Regions from separate parts of the Zea mays genome. Here regions 2, 3 and 4 are each linked to region 1. A link is a contact called in public Hi-C data. All regions are on one chromosome and are shown on one strand. Each heading gives the region's core, a stretch centred on a gene start, on an enhancer-like site or on the middle of the called end of the contact. The rest is flanking DNA. Distances are from core to core; before and after follow the strand shown.

Region 1 (2,837 bases), core at 217-2,716:
CAAGCATACAAGGATTACTACAGTGGAGTAACTATAATCAACACATCAAAAACTGGAAAGAATTGAGGCAATTCGCGTTGCTGCCTTTGATTTTGCAACCTAGCAGATCCATTTTCTTAGATGCAAAGAAGATCATACATAACATACTAATACGAAAAAAATAAAAATAAAAACTACATCAGTTGCCACTTTGCAGTTTCAGGCTATGAAGTCAATAAACATGGATTGCAGCTCTAAAGATACTGATAAGCATTTCATAGAATGTTTCCAGTAGTCAGTAATACTGGTTTGCTGTGAACAAACCTGATGGGTCTCCATGTTCACTGAATCCCTGTGCCCAGGCAATAACTTGCTGCTTGGTTCCTGCGCATTTCATCAAACACTAAACCACAAAGAAACGGCACCGAGTGCCAAAACAACATAGAAACTTATTCTACGAGCATATAAACGAGAATTAGATAGTTGCTACCTTAACATATGGCTCCTCTTTGTCCTCCTCAGGCAGCGATGGCATATACATCAGATCGTCCATCTCAAATGCCTCACGAAGCGACAGCCAGAGCAGCTTATACTCCCTCTTAGAGGCCCCGAGCCGCAGCGTGTCACCGGTAGCGAGATCCACTGGCGTGTTGGGTGGGATCCGTCGCCCCGAAACCCATGTCCCGTGCACTGCATCAATGAAGACCCCCAGGAATGGGAAACGCCGAGTTAACTTCCACGTCATTTCAATCCAAAAACAGAAGACTGAGACACTACATCGTTTCAGTCGAAAATTAGAAGACTGCGACACTCTGTAGGAAATTTCGATGGGGGAAAAAATCTGATCCCAAATCCGCAATGATGAAGGCAGCATTGATCCCGTCTGGAGATGATCCAAGTCCAACAACGCATTGAAGTTCTAGTGAAATCCCTAAATAGAATACGCCACAGTTGAACGAGCACGAATCAATTGAAATGTAGACTAACAGGCCAGATCAGTCCGCGGGATCGGACCAATCCTGTTAGCGCCGCTATCACGAACACATTACGAGGATGCAGAGGAAGGGGAAAAGGTAACAGAGGCTGGCGTCTCACCGGAGTGGAGGTCGGTGACGGTGATGAGACTCTGTCGACGTCGGCACCGTAGCTCGAGGTGGAAGCGGCTGACGCTGGGGTGGTCGACGAGCACGTGGCAGTCGGGGTGCCGACCCACCATCACCGGCGGGTCCTCCTCATCACTCTCCACTTCTCTTCCGCCGGACCCGCACATCGCCTCCGGCGGTGGTGCGTTGAGGAAAATGTGCTTGAGCACGATGCCGCCCTTGGACACCGCAAACGCCGCGATCAAGGCGTCCCCGTCCGCCGCCGCCATGCCGTGGGGAATCTCTCTTCTCTCGGTGCGCGTGGCTGTGTGGCCGCTGCTGAGGTCAAGGAGACGTAGTGCAGACTGCGAATCTCTGCGAGTTTGAAGCCTTGGAGAAGAACGGGGAGGGGGATGTGTAGGGGGGATGAGCGCCGGCGAAGGAGACGTTGGAGGTGGCTATGAAACCGGGCGGCAGATTTGGATTTTGGAGTTGCAACGGTCAGAATTAGGACCAGCGTGTGCGGTGTGCCGCGTGAGTGGTGAGCGTCTCTCTCAAATGGGCCGCGAAAAGAACGGGCCTAATCGGTGTGGGTCGTAAATGTTGGGTCTCTTGCGTACTAGAGAGAAAGGACTGGGCTGGGCTATATTTCATATCGAGCGAGCTTTATTCAGACAGAGAGAGGCAGAGTGTGACGGAACCTCCAAAGTAATTAGGTTCACCTACAGCTGTACTTGTCCAATAGACATCAGACAACCCTGTAGATGTTCCTGAATCACTCGACAAGCTCGGTATCTTCTTTCTTACCTTTCCAGGAACGTTTCACCCGTCTTGCAGACATTACAGAACATCGGAGATATAGAAATGCGGAAGCGATTACATAAACTTACATTTATTTAGAAAGTAAGATCAAGTTACTTATTACAGACCAGAGTTATCGTATGAGTGCAGAGTAATATTATTACACATACCAAGGGAGGTAAAAACTCCTCCCGATAAGTTCTTATATAAAAGTTCTATATGGAGGATCCTTTCCTCCCGCACTTCATTCCTTGCGTTCTTCTTTTGGCACCATCTTAGAGCAGAAGCAACAAAAATTTGTCGCTTCCTCACCTAAAAACAACGGGGGAATAAACCCTGAGTATGGAATTACTCAGCAAGTCTTACCCGACTAAAGAAAAGACTCTCAAGGGTATGCTGGTTATAAGGGAGTCAAGGTAAGACTTTCAATAATCAAAGACTCTGTTTTGTAGAAATGATTACTAAAGTGGATCCTTAAAAATCCAGTTTTATTTGTCAGGTTAAGTAAAATTACCTGCAACTAGAGTTTTTTCTACCCTAGTTCAATCACTTGTCCTGCATTAGCCAATTTCTTAACAAACCATCATCTTTAGTGGATTGCTACGTGTAAGTCAGTGACCAAGTCTTCATAACCGCGAAGGTACGGCGATCCGAATCGATTATACTCAGCTGAGGATCTCCAATCACACGACATATGTAGCACTTAACCCTTGCATATGTCAACCCGCCACCGGGGTTCTTAAGACCAGATCAGGTTCACGCAAACTGAGAGCACAGATACACCACCGTCCAGCCTCTTGCCACGGAGGGTACACGCTACTCCCGCCACCGCTCCACGCCCATTTCGTGTTATCTTATTCTGGCCTTAGTCTGCCCGAGGCAAGGCTTACCCATGACGAGGCATGTGACCAGTTAAAGGGTCCTCGGTCATCAAGCCTACATCGACACGGTCCTTAATCGACTCAGACGGAGACA
Region 2 (2,837 bases), core at 160-2,659, 260 kb after region 1:
ATCTAGCGAAGGGAAGGTGTTTTTTCGGACCTTCAGCTAAAGGCCTTCGTTCACGTCGCAGTCTAAATTTGTTACAAAGGAACAAATTAATATTGCGAGGGACTACTGTTTGGGGCCTTCCTCTTCCGAAGGTCCTCAAAAACATAATTAACCGTTTGCTTTTAGAATAAGCTATTACAGGGAGGTTCGTCTTCAGAACGGAAGTCTTTCCCTCATGGTGAAGGCCTACGATATGAAGAAATGATCTTAGGATGATAAGAATAAACGCCGAAGCTATTCCTAGAGTGATAACTTCAGCTTGTAATGGTGATGAAGTTTGAAGATGATGCTAGCCGAAAGGGAAAAAGACTATTTAGTCCTTAATGATTTATATTTCGATCATAAGTGAATGTCAGGGACATAAATGTATTTTTACCTGGGCTGCGTCCCATGCATATAAATAGGTGAATAGTAGCACTATACTGTTCACGCTGGATTATAATCACTCTCTCGCGTCTTCACCTTCGAGCAAGCAGGAGGTATCAATGTTATATTAATTGTATTGATATTTATACATGTCTTATGGAATGCAAATATCAATGAATCAATGAGTTATATTTTTTGTGTTTATCTCTTTACATTATTGTTTATCTGTAAGATGATGAAGGCATGTCCTTCATAACCCTCGTCTAATGATCATTATGTCCATGAGGAGATAATGCTTCGAAAGCGAAGTTCTTTTAATACTTAACAGTTATGTTGCCTTATTCTCGATTTATAGCATTTGAAAACAAGTGACCAACAGTCGCGGTACCACGGTGGCGATCCTGTCGGTGTTCACCGACCCGACACACTGGTGCATGGTTCTCTACTATGGTAGTATCTACTCGAAGAGAAGGGTAAAGAGAATCTCGGGAGGGTGATCTTATCGGAGATCGTAGCTTGGAGGTCCTCGGTCACTGCGATGTGCATTACCGTGGTGGTGACGAAAGTTCGGCGAGCAATCGCCGATGCTCCCACCCATGATTCTGCCCAAAGAGGCCATGGGAATGTTCCTTGCGATCTTGTGAAGCTTCTTTGCCATCCCCAGAGCCCGAACATAGTCGATTTGGTGGTGCAGAGGCTCTCCTCATTGCGCTCTCTTGGCTACGACATGCTCCCTGCTCGCTCCGAAGACTTTCAGTTGGTGTCAAGGGTGCGGGATGCCTGGGATTTATACTTCGAACCAGGGGGAGGCCGAGGTACACATTCGCAGCGGGAGTTTGTTGTGGATTCTGTTGCGCATAATCTGTGATCGAGTTTATCCCTGCGGGCGCCATAGAGCTGGTTTCGAGGAGGATGACAGTGCTGACCAAAGGGTCCCGTGAGCCAGCGTCTTCAGGTGCTCATGCGTGGGCGATGGGAGGCCCGCCTATCAGCGCATGTCCACATATATGGGCTGGCACCTGAGGTTGGATGGGCCGGTTCCGAAGGAAAGGAGTGGGCCGGGCAGGTAAGTATTCGACCCATCGCAGGTATGAATCTCCTTTTTTATTGTTTCTTTCCTTTATTTTCTTTTTATTTCATTTTAGTTTTTTTATATAGTTCCAACTCCAAATTAGATGCAATAAACAAAAATAATCCCAACATGATGCAAGAAGTTACTTTATTTATTTGTTGTTTATTTATTAGCTTACTTGTTTATTTAGGCCAAATGCTTCAAATATAAAATATGCACACATACATTATTCATGTTAGGAACTTGTCATTCTTAAACGTATATCCCAATTTAAAGTCTATTCAAAATTTAATATTCAATACTTAGGCCCTTTAGGAGAAGTTAATATATAATCTTCAATTTAGATATGTTTTTAAAGTACTCCTAGTTATATGGTTCGTCAAGAAAATAATCTACTCTAATAAATCAATTGAAAGTCTTTCTTTTATTTCTTATGTTTTCTGTTTTAACTCAACTTATAGTTCTAACTCTAACTCTTGAACTACCAATATTCTAATATTACTTATTTATTCATTTTAGGGTAAAATATTTCAAAGGGAGAGAAATCCTTAGTAGGGACACCTTAATCTTTTGTAAATCCCAAAATAGTATTTTGGGTGTTACATCTTCCCCTTGAAACACCCCTCATCTACCGCACCATGTTTCACCCTGCGTTTCTTTTTGCACTTGTCGGCGTCTACAACATCAGCGAAGCCCTCCTCAGGATACAGGCCATTGCGGAGGCCGTTCAATTCGAACACGCGATTCAACCGAACATTTGAGCCTCGAATGTCCTAGCTCCTCAACATCTCCTTCTTCAACGAATACTTGCCAACAATCTTTACCGCCTCAGCCTCCACCTCCCTAAAGAACGCCACAGCATCCCGTCCCTGCAATTCCATGGTGAAGGCTGGTCTCAACATCAACAGGTTCTTCAAAAACAGCATTGATTGTATCTTCACCTCGCCCACCTCCCTGTCTTGCCTAGCATCCACATGCCACAAGCGATGAACTCTTCTACCAAATCGCGGTATTGCTCATTTTCGACGCACAACGAAGGGCGTCCTCATTTACATTCCCTTTTTACTTTAAACTGGGGGAAGGCGACGTAGAAGTGCGAGCACAGGATGGTCGGAGGCATCCGCGAAACCCCCTTCGTGTCCTCCATCGCCACATAAAGCCAAAAATCACACATGTTCCCCACTTGTTATTGGCGCATGGCACAAGTTTCACGACTTTGCCTGAAGTCTTCCCGGTCCTTAGTGTGAACTTGCACGTGCCAAACTAAAAAATCTTGCCACCGGTAACTTTCTTCTACCAGTGATGGTAATAATTATTTGCAAAAACCTCCACTAATGACTCACCGCCATACGTGGTCTCC
Region 3 (2,837 bases), core at 94-2,593, 160 kb after region 1:
TAATCTCGCGCACAAATAGAACAACATCGAGTGCTGCAGCAACATTAGGATCCCCAAGGAAGTCCATGAGAAGGTGTACAACCAATGCAGCCACCTCTGGGTACTTCTTGGCACAGTTATGGATGGCCTGCACTAGCATCTGGCGGTATTCATCACCCTTCACCTCAGCAGCCTGTGTCTTAACCACCTCCTTCTTGAGGTAGAGCACCACCTCCTCAACATTTCTCAGGGTGAGTAGATCCAGGACTAAATCCAGAACCTTTCTCCTGACATCCACATTGGGGCTAGCGAGCGCGCGCAGCACATCCATGACCATATCCACCATCACCTCCCTGTGAGAGGAGCATAGCTCGTGCAGGCGGTCCAGGACGATGAGCTTCACATTGTTGTCGCTCTGCGAGGATAGCAGCTGGCAGTATGTATTGGCGGCGGCCCGCACAGCCGTGGGCGCAGAGGAGAGGGACACGAGCGCCCCCGCGCCCTCGTACACGACAGCCGCGCTGGACGCTGAGAGGAGGGAGATGATGACCCTGATATACCTGCCCTTGTCGGCACGGCCCTTGGAGCGGCAGACCTTGCGGATGAGGTCGACGGCGGCCATCTGCAGCAGATCGGGCCACTCCGCGACGCGGTCGGCGTTGTTGAAGAGGTAGCCCACGGCGCGGTCCTGCCCAGCAGCCAAGAGCATGAGGAACGCGTTCCTGCGCGCGGCGGGGTCCTGTTCGGAGGCAAGCGCGCGCTCGACGAGCTCCGGCGCGTCGGGGATGAGCTGGTCCCCCTGCTGGAGGCTGTAGATGGCCGAGATAGCGGAGAGCGCGTGGCGGCGCACGAAGTGGTGTCGGTGCTCGAGGTTGGCGAGGATGGAGGGGACGAGCGGCTCGAGCAGCTCGGGCTCGGTGAGCCGGCAGAGGAACCGCAGCGTGACGCCGCGGATGTACTCGTTAGGGCTCTGCAGGTTGTTGCGGAGATTTTGGCAGATGAGGATCATCTCCGGGAGGATCTTTCCCGTGGCAGCGTTGCGCTTGTCGACGGTCTCGAGGTAGAGGAGGAGCAGCTTCTGGACAGCGTGGTCGTCGCAGGACTGCACGTAGCGGACGACGGTGATGAAGAGGTGCGGTAGGGACTCGCCGTTGAGGAGGAGCAAGATGGCGCGGCGCATGGCGTCGGCCTTGGCGGGTCCGTCGCCGGACTCGAGCTCCGCCTTGATCTCGTTCGCCATGGACGGCGAGCCCTTATCGAAGTACACTAGCAATGTGCACGCCTTCTCCATGGCCGCCAGATCTGCGAGGCCCGTGGATCTGGCCTGGCCTCCTCGAGGGAGGGAAGGGGAGGGGGATCGGATCTGGGGGACGGAACACGTTATCAGCACCTGGCTCTACAAAGGAGAGCAAGAAAAGGAAGTAAAAAAAATAAAGGTACTAAACTTATATATTTTATGCATTATGTTCAAGAAGTTCTATTTTTATTCTCTATTCGAGCACAAACAAATACATCCCCTAGCAGATTCTATCGTCGGCACGAAACCAATGGGATGCACACATGATTGCTGCTGATTTAAAATCACCGATGTACACATCGATCAATCATGTGTGATAAACATATTTTATTTTAGTGTATGAAAGAACAGATAGAAGAAAAAAAACAAGCAACAGAAATAGTACTAGCATCGATGCCTTCGCCGCACACGTAAACGCACACATCCTCTGTGACCTCGCTGCTCCGGCAAGCGCGAACACAGGTGAGCACAACCACCGCTGCAACCACACAGGCGTGGGCGTGCAGGCTGCCGCCGCATGGGCCACGCGAGCACGGACGAGCCATCACATCGCCGTTGTTGCACAGTCGCCTGGTACCACCGCAGCGCCACTGATGCAAAGCCGCCAGTCGCTTCGACTAGACATCAGCCGAGCGCAAAGAAGAAAGTTAAAAAAAAGAAAGATAAAGGAGCATGGAGACGTTGGGTATAGGAAGAGTCCTAACACGCGTGCACCGCCCACTTTAAATGCATTAGACGAAAAAAATGTAAACGCATGCGCCTCCACATGCATGTTAGGGCCCAAGACTCAAGGCATGGTTGTATAAGCACCAACTCCTATAAAAAAAGAAGGGGAAGAGGTTGCATGCAAGATGGAACCACTGTTTTAAGCAGCAGCATGCGTCTAACTCGATTTTTTATGCATATAACTCCTGCCACACTGCACGCACGCGTCAAGCGTTTGTAGATAGTCAACTGAACTGTATTAATATTGCATACTAATACATTTCAGTTTTCCGTATTTTTTCCACGAAATTATAATTGAACTGTATTAATATTGCATACTAATACATTCCAGTTTTCTGTATTTTTCCTGAAATAATATAAAGTTAAACACCAGAAATTTATCTACTTGTGCAATTAAATCTATATATTGCACCATTTATTTGAATTATTATTATTATATTTATTTATTTATTTTTGCAATTATTCACTTCATTTTATGAAATGATTACAAGAAGTAATCTAATTATGAAATTTATCACATGTAGATGACTGGTATTGTGAGCCGTGAATTTGAGGTGTTGGCCCCGCATGGCCAAAACTACCTCACGTGGGCATCTGATGTGCAAATTGTGCTTGGGGTGATAGGAACGGGGGTGCCCGATCTTCCGTCAGGTGAAGATAACTATCGATTTGGTGGAGATGTCACACAGACGATCCGGCTTCCAATCAACACGACAAGAACCCCACAATCGCAGCACCACTTCTTCTCTGGTTATCAATCGTGCACTCCGTGATTGACCTCGCCACGAGGGCTAATTCCTGCCTGAGAGTCGAAGACACAAGCAAAAACAAGAAA
Region 4 (2,837 bases), core at 194-2,693, 160 kb before region 1:
TGCCTCAGCAGTGGTGATAACTTGTCACAACCTGTCAATGGCTCCAATGACGGAACCACTCCTTTCTTCACCAGCACCCCAAACGCACTCCTCACACAGCGTGCAATCGCCTCCTTCCTCTGCACATCATAGTTGTCAATCAGAAGAAACAAGAACTCAAGCAGCATGTTCGTGATATCAGCGTACTGAGACACTGAATTCACCATCAGGAGCATAGCAGGTTCAATATTCATGACACTACCCATCCCGTCCTCGAAGAACAACCAGTCATAGAACAGCGCCAGCTTCACATTCGCCACAACATAACCCTTGCTGCAACTCGTCAGCAGCCAACCTACAACCGCCCAGCGAGCAATGACACCAGATTTCATGACCTCGTTGGTCGGGTGGTGCCCGCAGCATATGAACCTTACAATGTCGGGGATCCTCTCCTCCCCTCCAGGCACCATCAGGTGCTTCCTTGCGAACCACAGCTGGTACCTCTTCTGATCCCCCCACTTCACATTGTTCATCATGAACAAGAGCTGCGTCTCCATCTCTGACGTGATGGAAACGACAGTGCACCAACGGGGTGTGCCGATCCGACAGACATTGGCAGCATGGTCAAGTATCAAGTCTCGCCACAACACCTGGAACTCCGGCACCAGCGCCAGCTCGTGGAGCGACCTTACAAGGTCCCTTCCGAGCAGTGCGCACACTTGGAAGTGATCCTGCAGCATGGAGATGCAGAAAGACACCAGCTTTGCCCTGCATTCTTGCAGGTTTTTGGCACCCTTGCACTCCTCGCAATCCTTCAACTCGACGCTACCTGAGGCCGAAACGAAGCGGTTTCTGGAAAGGAGTCGGAGGAAGGCGTACACGGCGGTGGCGAGGAGCTGGGGCTCTTCGTCGGCAATAAACGAGGCGTGCTCGTGCAAGACATCGAGCAAGCAGGCGTCCCCGGGGAACGGCACGCGGCGGAGGAGGGAGGCGAGGAGGGGCGCGAACCCCGGCGCCGTCGCGCGGGCGAGCTCCGAGGCGGCGAGGAGGAGGCGGGTGCGCGGGTGGGGGAGGAGGAGAGGGAAGGGAAGGGAGTGGAGAGCGGACGCGAAGGCATGGTAGAAGGCGGGGAAGCGTGCGCCGGCGGCGTGGAGGACGACAAGGAGACGCCGCGGGAGCGGGGAAGGCTCGGTGAGGAAGGCGAAGGCGAGAGCGAGGGGTAGGTGCGGCGAGGAGAAATCGGCGGGGGACGGAGACGGGGAGGGGAGGACGAGATGCGCGGAGAGGAAGGGGTGTTCCGGGGAGGAGGCGGAGGTCGGGGGCGGGTGGTGGTCGCCGCCGGCGAGGAGACGCGGCGGAAGGGTAGACGGCGGAAACGGCGGCGGCATTGGGGAGGAAAAAGATTGCCTGGTAGGAGGATCAGATAGGCCTCGTGCATATCGATGGACCAAATTTCTTCGCGGGCCAGCCCATAACGCCACGCTAAAACAACTGGGTGTTAATTCCTGAACGGGCTTTTATCACAGAAGATACACGTCCAAAAAGAATTGTAGTTTTGTAAAGAGCGCTGCTGCTTGCTACACATATAACTGTAGCAGTAGACTTTTATAGGACTAAGATTGTTTAATTATTCATAATTCATTAATTTAAAATAAGCGACACCAACAGCCGTAGATTAATGTTGATCGTAATTCAATGGCTTGTACGTAAAGCATTTCCGTTTTGTAAGTAAGGATGACAAGTGATCCTAAAAAAGCTGAAGACGACAAGTAGTTATCAAACATTTAAAGTGTACTAGTCGGTTGCCCGTGCGTTGCGATGGCTTACAATAATACCCACGTAAACTATCCATAAAAAATTCAAGATTTTTTATTGATTGTCTCCGCTCTCTGTATAATATATTTTTGATTTGGCTAACTGATGTTATTGTTTACTCCATGCAAATATGTCTTGGTACAACACGGTCAATGAAGTGAGCGATTAGAAGAGAGTTCACAACGATTGACTGAATGAACAGAGATTATAAAATGACATAATTCCATCATACAGAGATCAAATAAGAGAAAGTTTGTGAGATCAAGTTTCTAAAATAAGTCCCATAAAGTCAAACTTATAAAAATGATAGATCAAAATACGGAGTGATTGCTAAAGTCAGGCATCAATAAAAACTGGATGCGCTCTTGTCGGGGACCATAATTAGGGGTACCCTCAAGGCTCCTAATTCTCAGCTGGTAACCCCCATCAGCATAAAGCTGCAAAGGCCTGATGGGTGCGATTAAGTGAGGGATCGGTCCATTCGAGGGACTCGATCACGCCTCGCCCGAGCCTAGCCTCGGACAAGGGCAGCCGAACCCGAAGGATCTCCGCCTCGCCCGAGGCCCCCCTCTAGCGGCGAACATATCTCCGGCTCGCCCGAGGCCATGTCTTCGCCAAGAAGCAACCCTGACCAAATCGCCACGCCGACCGACCAAATCGCATGAGCATTTAATGCAAAGGTGGCCTGACACCTTTATCCTGACGTGCGCCCTTCAATCGACAGAGCCGAAGTGACCGCCGTCACTTCGCCGCTCCACTGACCGGCCTGACAGAAAGACAGCGCCGCCTGCACCGCTCCGACTGCGGTGCCACTTGACAGAGTGAGGCTGACAGGCAGTCAGGCCCGGCCGCAGGCGCCATAGGAAGCTCCGCTCCGCCCGACCCAGGGCTCGGACTCAGGCTAAGCCCCGGAAGACGGCGAACTCCGCTCCGCCCGACCCAGGGCTCGGACTCGGGCTAAGCCCCGGAAGACGGCGAACTCCGCTCCGCCCGACCCAGGGCTCGGACTCGGGCTAAGCCCCGGAAGACGGCGAACTCCGCTC

Evidence for each region. A called contact is a pair of places that touch in the nucleus more often than the background predicts.
Region 2: a contact with region 1 is called in a Hi-C map of ear, with 2.4 times the contacts expected there. The contact joins the enhancer-like site here to the promoter of LOC100381618 in region 1. A contact is called at or near these places in 3 of 25 Hi-C or Micro-C datasets (ear, leaf and tassel).
Region 3: a Hi-C map of leaf shows a contact between it and region 1, with 7 times the contacts expected there. The contact joins the promoter of LOC100384159 here to the promoter of LOC100381618 in region 1. A contact is called at or near these places in 7 of 25 Hi-C or Micro-C datasets (bundle sheath, ear, endosperm and 3 more) and 1 of 3 datasets of contacts at active chromatin or transcription factors (leaf).
Region 4: a contact with region 1 is called in a Hi-C map of endosperm, with 2.6 times the contacts expected there. The contact joins the promoter of LOC103647022 here to the promoter of LOC100381618 in region 1. A contact is called at or near these places in 4 of 25 Hi-C or Micro-C datasets (bundle sheath, ear, endosperm and 1 more).

The regions. Positions count from the first base shown.
Region 1 is chr2:140,091,124-140,093,960 of Zm-B73-REFERENCE-NAM-5.0, reverse strand. It overlaps LOC100381618, which reads right to left and starts at 1,466. Exons shown (of 7, transcript NM_001361457.1): 1 at 1,075-1,466; 2 at 470-669; 3 at 304-363. The coding sequence starts at 1,351.
Region 2 is chr2:139,835,358-139,838,194 of Zm-B73-REFERENCE-NAM-5.0, reverse strand. No RefSeq gene overlaps it. Among protein-coding and RNA genes, the nearest start is that of LOC103647017, 47 kb to the right of the region's middle. Within about 2 kb of position 1,409, at least 13 of the 20 cell types and tissues checked have an H3K27ac peak or open chromatin away from gene starts, as enhancers often do. A contact at or near this core is called in ear, leaf and tassel, where this site is marked.
Region 3 is chr2:139,934,763-139,937,599 of Zm-B73-REFERENCE-NAM-5.0, reverse strand. It overlaps LOC100384159 (Coatomer subunit beta-1), which reads right to left and starts at 1,343. Exons shown (of 4, transcript NM_001348131.1): 1 at 1-1,343. The coding sequence starts at 1,270.
Region 4 is chr2:140,249,281-140,252,117 of Zm-B73-REFERENCE-NAM-5.0, reverse strand. LOC103647022 (integrator complex subunit 3) reads right to left here and starts at 1,443. Exons shown (of 1, transcript XM_008671595.3): 1 at 1-1,443. The coding sequence starts at 1,367.